Regions from separate parts of the Zea mays genome. Here all the other regions are linked to region 1. The links are chromatin contacts, called in public Hi-C maps. All regions are on one chromosome and are shown on one strand. Each heading gives the region's core, a stretch centred on a gene start, on an enhancer-like site or on the middle of the called end of the contact. The rest is flanking DNA. Distances are from core to core; before and after follow the strand shown.

Region 1 (2,603 bases), core at 41-2,540:
TATATTTCTTACGTGAATAAGGATGCAAAATCATGATACTAACTTTTCAAGGTTAGGAGAATCGTTTTAGTTAAAACTATCTAAAATCAACGTAAACACAAAATCAAACAAATCGTTGAAATAGTCACTTTCTATATCTAAATTGGCTAGACTCTTATGTTTCTACGAGCGTAATAATTTTTCCCATAGCTATATTGAGCTAGATTCTTGGAATAGCAGAATTGAAGCGTTTATTTATTCACATTATTCCACACGTTGGGTCACGAGTACTGATACGGTCGGCGCGAAGAGCCCAACCCACGCTAGTGCTACACAAAGACCCGTCGTGACAGCTCAGTTTGTCTACTGGACCTGCACGTCGATGACCTTGCGCTCCACCTCGGTCTTGGGCACGGTGACGAGGAGCACGCCGTTCTTGAGCTCGGCCCGCACCTTGCTCTTGTCGCACTCATCCGGCAGCGCCAGCCGCATGTCGTAGGAGCTCACGCTGCGCTGCTTCCACCACCCGTCGCCGTCGCCACCGCTGCCGCCCTCCGCGCCCTCCTCCTTCTTGTGCTCCCCTCGGATGACCAGCGTGTCGTCCTCCACCATCACCTTCACCTCGTCGCGCGCGAGGCCCGGCATGTCGATCCGCATCTTCACCTCCTTCTCGTCCTCCACGATGTCCCACGGCAGGCGTACGTCGCCGGTGGTCGCCGGGGACCTCCGTGTCCCCATGGGGAACCCCACGGCGTCGTCGAACAGCCTGTCCATCGTGTCCAGCATCTGCCGCATCGTCCGCATCGGCGACATCGGATCAACTAACCCTGCACGCTTAACCACGTGATGTTAGCCTCCTCTTCTCTGCAATCCTCTGTTTTGGAAGGAGAACCGGTCGTAAATAAAAAATAAAAAACCGAGGACTTACCGAACGGGGATGGGGAGATGTCGAGCGCTGTCGCGCGGCGCGGGCGGCGCTGCACGGCGTTGCCCTGCTGCCTGTTGCCGCCGTTCTGGCTAACCTGTACGTCGACACTGTTGTCCCTGTTCTCCTGCGCCGCGGACGCCACGGCGAGCGAGCGGGCTCTCCCGGACGACGCAAACCCGTGCGCGGGCCTCCAGGCGCGGACCGGGAGGCGCGCAACGGGGGAGAGCCGGCCGGCAATCGCGAACGGAGCAGCTGCCATTTCGCTACTTGGGGGCTGGGGCTATGTGAATCTGGGAACTGAAATGCTGAGACTGAGAGAGCTCAAGACTGTCCGGATTTGGTTACCGATCACTGCCTGTGCTTGCGAAGCGCTTTGCTTTCCTGGTTGGAGACCGTGGATCGACGGCTCCTTTTATAGGTCATGTCACGAGTGCCGTGGAAGGATGGGGAAAGACGTTGAAGCTTCCGGACAGATGCCGTAGCCTGGTCCCGGGAGTGCGAGGGGAGAGAGCTTCGCGACGGCGGGGCGGGGTTCTCCACGCTTGTCGGCTTCTCTTGAACATTCTCGTGCGCTCTAACCTCAACCCGCTTCGACATTATCTGAGTTTCGTGGGCCTTTGCTCTGTGGCGGAGAATCGCAATGAACTTATCACGGGCCGTGCCTGGGCCGTGATTCAGCCGTGTCATCGCGTCCTCTAAATACCATCGTTTTAGATCTCAAACTTATTTATCTATGTTATTTCGGTTGCTGATTATATCATTCCGGTTTCTAAACTTAAAAAACACTTGTTTAGATTTTTGAACTTATTCAGTTATACCACAGCCCCTAAATGTTATAAACTTATAAATTCAGAGTGCACTTAGAAATATAAAATCCAAATTTATTATTCCCTCTCGTCCGGGACGTGCTATTGCTCGGCGCTGTTGAAGCCCGCTCATCCACCTCTCCCTCTCGTCGCTCCCCCACAAAAATAAAACAGTTCGCCTGCTTCCGCTGCTTCGCCACTGATCACCAAATTGCTGCTTGCCGGGATCCCATCCGCTGTCGCTCTTGTCGACGCCAGGGTCACCGTTGTCGTGAGTGCCCCATGCCAGTTAACCATAAACTAACCCCCTTGCCCCACCGCTGCCCTACGCTTCTCCCTCCTACGCCGCAGGTCTCTCTGTCGCCGCCTCGTATGGCTGCTACAGCTCCTCTAACCTCCCAACACCATGCCCCACCACCGGCTCCCTCCCGCTCCCCTACTTCGCCTCTTCTCCCTGCATTCCCTGCTTTACCACCGCGCCACGCCCCTTCCACCACCTCCGCCCATCCTCCTCCTGTTGGTGTTACCCCCATCAGTTCCTTGTCGGAAACTGTCGAGTGTGCCTCCCTGACTAGCTCGGTCCGCCAGGGATCCCTCGAAGTTTTTCTCTCTCTCGGCCGGCACGACGTGGCCGCTGCATTCGCATTTGTTCGTATAACTCCGCAATTGGCAGTGTCTGCCCCGGCACCATTTATTCGGGAGGCGATCCGTGCTGCTTTCCCGCTCATCACCTTCGAGGTTCTCCCCTCGTCGTTCGGATCGTTGCTGGTGCGCTTTCAGTCGGCAGGTGATTGTACTGCTGCTGTGAGTCGCTCCCCCCTATTGCATGAGGATGTGGCGATCTTCTTCGAGCGCCACGACGGGAGGAGTGTCAAACAGCCGGTTGATGT
Region 2 (2,603 bases), core at 43-2,542, 190 kb after region 1:
TTTTTGCAAAATAAGGCTCCTGTTGGAGGTGTTTTTTTTCTAGAGAAAGCCCTTTATTTTAAAATACCATTCTATATAAGGTCCCTGTTGGAGTTGCTCTAAGGAATAAGCCGGGTTAGGAATTCAGAACATAAAAGTTGAAAATAAATGTTTATTAAGCAAATGCCTTTTTAAATTGCTTAACGAGGATGGCTTATGGCAACAGTTGTTACATAAAAAGAATCTCTATAGGTACCCTTTGTCTAAAGTGACATGTAAACCTGGGGATTCACGCTGTCGGGGTTAATGATGGTGAAGGATACCTTTTTAAGACTAGGAAAGTTCATCCTAAGAAATAGGGAACATATTATGTTTTAGGAAGATAAATGGCTAGAAAATCATACGTTTATGTCTCAATATCCGAGTCTATACTAGATTGTGAGACAAAAAATTCCACGGTTGCTACAGTTTTGTGATCAGTTCCTAAGTCTCATTCTGTAGGGCTTTAGTTGGACCAACCTCATCTTGTGGCATAATCTAATACATGTTCAATTACAAGCTGAAAACGATATTTTTAAATGGAATCTAAATTCCTATGGGTGTTTTGCGGTTCAATCTATGTATGGGTCTCTTATAAATAACGAGATTGTGTTTCATCAGAAGTTAATTTAATCTGGAAATTAAGAATACCTCTTAAGGTTAAAATTTTAAGTGGTTCTTATTGAAAGGAGTGATGCTGACAAAGGACAATTTAGCAAAACGCAACTCGCAAGGTAACAAAAAATATGTGTTCTGTAATCTGAATGAATCCATTCAACATTTATTTTAACTGTCATTTTCCTCATCACTTGTTGCGATTGTTACCCATTTGCTTTGGTTTGACGTGCCCTAGATCTGTTAGACATATCTTTAGGACTTAGTTGTTGGGAGTGGATTTGAAGACTGAGAATCTTGTTAAATGTCTTAGCTCTGTGCTAGACTATTTGGATAAGCATGAATACCTTAGTGTTTGATAACGCTCATATGATGATTTATTTACAGGTTCTGTTCAAAGGTACTCATTGGCTGAGACTCTGTTTGTAGCTCCAAAGCAGTGAAGACGCTGCTGTTTTAATAAGGAACGCTTGTCGATGTCTCAGACACCGGACTATGCAGCTCTTTGCTTTTCCAGGTTTCCTATACCAGTCGGAGGGAAGCAAAGTTAGATAAAAAAAAGACATAATTAGTGTGGACTTGCAATGGGCTTAGTTTTACTCGTGGGACGTACCACTGTTGGGCCAGTTATATTAGATGGGCTTGCTTTGATTGCCAGGTTGAGTCCGATGAGTTATTATTGGGCCCTGTTTCATATCTGGGCTTTAAAATGTGGGATGGTACATTAGGACAATGATTCGCATTGCTGCTTCGGCAGGATTGTCACGGACACATGGATCGAACTTGTAGGTGACCCCGATTCGCACCCATCACCATAAGCATAGGTAAGCTTATCATGGGCAGTGTAGGAAAAATTTCCGCTCGGTTTTCCATGGTGTGGTCAGATGAATTTCTGGCTCAGGAGGAGCAGGAGTGGTTAAGTGCTTATCAAGACGTCATAGTAATTAGCGGCGGTAGATCCCGATATGTTCGAGTGATTTTCAAGATGGTAAATAGTTAGACAATTTCATATCAAAGCAGCTGATGGTAGAGACAGTCGGCGACAGACAAATTAAAACTTGATTTAGACAGAAGACGTAGGGCGCTGGAGAAAATACTAGTTTCGCTAGGCGCTTCTTAAAAACCTTTTTTTTTTCTCTCTCTGTGCAGAATTGGTAAGGACCAAAGGTTACAAATTCTTCTGCCTCAAATCTTCAGTACAGACAGACCCTGTAGAATCTAGTTGCCGTGTCATGGCGCAACAATGAAAAGAGACAAAACCCTATAACCCAAATAGTTTAGGTCAAACAGCCAAAAACTGCAAAAAGAAGACTACGGTCCCGTAAATCTACGGGCTAAATGATACACGCTTTTTTTTCTTTGCTCAGCGAGACTAGCTCGTGTGGGCGTTCCTTTCTTCTCCCATATAACAGTACAATAAAGTTATAATAAAGTGGCTTTGACACAGCTGCGCGAACAGTGAAGTCATGCTTAGTGCTGGAAATCTGGGCCGGGCTTTTCGGGCCAGCACGAGCACGGCCCAAAAATAAGAGTCCAAAGCACGGCACGGCACGACACGAAATAATATGGGCCGGGCTAGCACGGCCCGAAAGCAGGCCTGGTCGGGCCTCAAATTCCGACCCGTCGGGCCTCCGGCACGGCCCGCATAGATGGGTCGGGCTTGGGTCGGCACAGCCTAATTAAGCCCAATATGTTTAATTTCTTTAATTTAGTAAGATATCGAGTTTATATTGTTGTTATATTTTGAGTTTATGTGGTTAAATTATGCTATAATTGTTTAATATCTTTAATTTAGTAAGCTATTAACTTTGTATGGTTATAATATTTTCATTTTATGTGGTCAAATATACGGGCCAGGCTTGGGCCGGCACGGCCCAAAGAAGGCACGACGTGGTTTAGGACCGGATCGGGTCACTGTTTGTACACTTCAGACTGATACAGCACAACCTAAAAATTGTTTGGGCTTTCCT
Region 3 (2,603 bases), core at 61-2,560, 160 kb before region 1:
CGAGCATGGCACTGAATTGTATGTCAGCGTTGTTGGCTCGGTGAGTCGGTGTTGGAGCGAGATGAACAGCGAAAACTGTCACCAGTCACCACTCACCAGTTCACCACTGCCGTGAGGATGATTGATGGTTGACTGAACTGTGCCCCTCACCTGCAAATTTAATGCTAACTTTAATTGTCTCATAATGAGCTGTTATTGCTTGCAGTAATCCTCTAACCAAGCCAGCCATACTTTGCCATTAAGACCAATCCGAGAAGTCGAGCAGCTTAAGGGAGCATGACAATATAGATAGTATGTTGTGGTTCTCAAGAGGTAGATACATTAAAGAAACTCGTACATACAATTCAATGTATTTAAACGTTGTATTTTATTCACCAAACCTTTTTAAAATACATCACATCTATGTGTGTTGTATGAGTTTAACCGTATCTGAACTTAGACAATCATGTTAGAGACGTTCCTTCATCAAAATAAGTCTCTAGTTTTTTTTGCACTTTTCCCTTTAAATACCCCTTAAAATATACGTGATTTATGTAGACTGTACATGTTCTAAAGGAAGACATAGAACTTCAGCCGCTGTTGATCTCCAACTGAGGATTGGTTTGGAACAAAGGAGAGATAAACGTAGGGTGACAAAACCTCCCACAAATAACTAAATATCTTATATAAATAATATTACTAGGATTGCTTACCTTGAGAAAATACAGAGATCCCTAACGCCCTGTTTGGATCATTGGAATTGAATTACATTCTTATAATAGTAATTTAGGCATATATCAATTAAGCTAATTTAGTTTTATGCAAAATATATTTGTATACTATTATTAGAAAGATGTCGGAGATATTTATGTGTTATATTTTTACTATAGATGAGTGAGACGAACAGTGTCATGTAAGTTACAGAGTAGAAACAAATTCTACTAATGCATAAAAACATTTCTCATTCTTCACTCCATAAATTTGAGATATGTTTATATATGAACTTTGGAAAGCGGTGGAATGTAAAATTCCAAACTAAATAAGTTACTTTATTAAGTGAATTTCAAATCCTCTACAATGAAAAGATCCAAACGCTCAATAATAGATTTTAGTTTTCAAACTAGGCCTGACGTAAATACCTTCCCACGGTGTAAGCAAAAAGAGAGAAAAAAGAACAGCCTCTAAACTGCACGAAACAGGAGCACAGGCGCTCCCAAGCACTGACGGCAAGTCCCGCGGCAGCCAGCCAGCTAGCCATGTGCACCGTGCACGCGCACACGCTCCTCCCCTTCGGTGAGCGGCTGACAAACAGGCCCCTCCTACTCTCACTCCGGTATTTCCGGTCGGCCCACAACAGATCCCGGGTCGGCGCTTCCCACGGGCTAAACGGGCCAAGAGCAGCCCACGAGCCACGCGCGCCAGGGCGCGCTCTGTCCACTCGGCCCATGTGCGCAAAAGGTACCTCCCGCGCACCCTTACTCCTGGGCCTACGCGCACAAGGGGCGAACCACGTGCTAGCCTACCGCCCTCCAAATCACTACAGGCTGGCCCATTTGGCTCGCACAGCACCCGCCTTGCAACAGAGGAACATCAATTGGTAATTCAGGCCCCAGGGCTGAAAATATCGGCCCAAAAAATTAAGCTGTCCAACCAAAACAAAAGTGTTAAATAACCCTAGTTAGGGTTATGTAGGCAAATACCTGCTTTGCCCCTGAGGGGTCTCACATCTCTATATAAAGAACCTGTACACCCCCTCATAATACAGAGATCAGAAAGAGGCCAGAGGTTCAACCCTATATGTGTGTTTCCTCTTTCGTGTTATGGGAAGTGAGACGGGTTCTCTACAGCTTCTTGCGCCTCTACTGCTGACGGAAGGGAAGGGAGCAGATCTGGTGATCCGTGGTAACGTAGTTATCAGCACGTTATCAGCACGCTCTACCTCGACGTTGCTGCTGGATCAGATCTGCATCAACTCTCCGTCAATCCGGCAGGTCTCCGGCCTAGCCGAACTGTCCTACGCGACAGGCTTCGATTCTCCCTCTACGCAATCGAACGGTATTGTCGGCGTTTCGACCCCGGGGGTCCCTGGACCGACGAGTAAATTGTCGCCGCGTGCCCCAGCCCAGATGGGTCGGCGCGAGACGGAGCGTGAAGGGGGAGAAAGCCGGAGGGAGACAGGCGTAAAAGGGGAAACCCACGACCTTCGTGTTTGTCCCGCGCCCAGGTCGGGTGTGCTTGCAGTAGGGGGTTACAAGCGTCCACGCGGGAGGGAGCGAGAGGCTTACGCGAGCGCCGTCCCGTCCTTCCCCGCGTGGCCAACCCTCTGTAAGAGGGCCCTGGACCTTCCTTTTATAGGCGTAAGGAGGGGGTCCAGGTGTACAATTGGGAGATGTAGCAGTGTGCTAACGTGTCTAGCAGAGAGGAGCTAGTGCCCTAAGTACATGCCGTCGTGGCAGTCGGAGAGGTTTTGGCACCCTGTTCGTGTGATGTCGTGGCCGTCGGAGGAGCACTGGAGCCTGGCGGAAGGACAACTGTCGAGGCTGTCGAGTCCTTGCTGACGTCTCCTTGCTTCCGTAAGAGGGCTGAGAGCCGCCGTCGTCATGGAGCATGCGGGGCACCATCAT

Evidence for each region. Hi-C and Micro-C count contacts between places; a contact is called where the count stands out from the background.
Region 2: a contact with region 1 is called in a Hi-C map of ear, with 2.2 times the contacts expected there. The contact joins the enhancer-like site here to the promoter of LOC542576 in region 1. A contact is called at or near these places in 2 of 25 Hi-C or Micro-C datasets (ear and tassel).
Region 3: a contact with region 1 is called in a Hi-C map of ear, with 2.8 times the contacts expected there. The contact joins the enhancer-like site here to the promoter of LOC542576 in region 1. A contact is called at or near these places in 2 of 25 Hi-C or Micro-C datasets (ear and tassel).

Annotation. Positions count from the first base shown.
Region 1 is chr1:33,449,215-33,451,817 of Zm-B73-REFERENCE-NAM-5.0, reverse strand. LOC542576 (heat shock protein26) reads right to left here and starts at 1,290. Exons shown (of 2, transcript NM_001112113.2): 1 at 908-1,290; 2 at 205-806. The coding sequence starts at 1,166. The coding sequence ends at 343.
Region 2 is chr1:33,262,465-33,265,067 of Zm-B73-REFERENCE-NAM-5.0, reverse strand. No RefSeq gene overlaps it. Among protein-coding and RNA genes, the nearest start is that of LOC100193461, 5.2 kb to the right of the region's middle. Within about 2 kb of position 1,292, at least 17 of the 20 cell types and tissues checked have an H3K27ac peak or open chromatin away from gene starts, as enhancers often do. A contact at or near this core is called in ear and tassel, where this site is marked.
Region 3 is chr1:33,609,033-33,611,635 of Zm-B73-REFERENCE-NAM-5.0, reverse strand. No RefSeq gene overlaps it. Among protein-coding and RNA genes, the nearest start is that of LOC103633547, 46 kb to the right of the region's middle. Within about 2 kb of position 1,310, at least 18 of the 20 cell types and tissues checked have an H3K27ac peak or open chromatin away from gene starts, as enhancers often do. A contact at or near this core is called in ear and tassel, where this site is marked.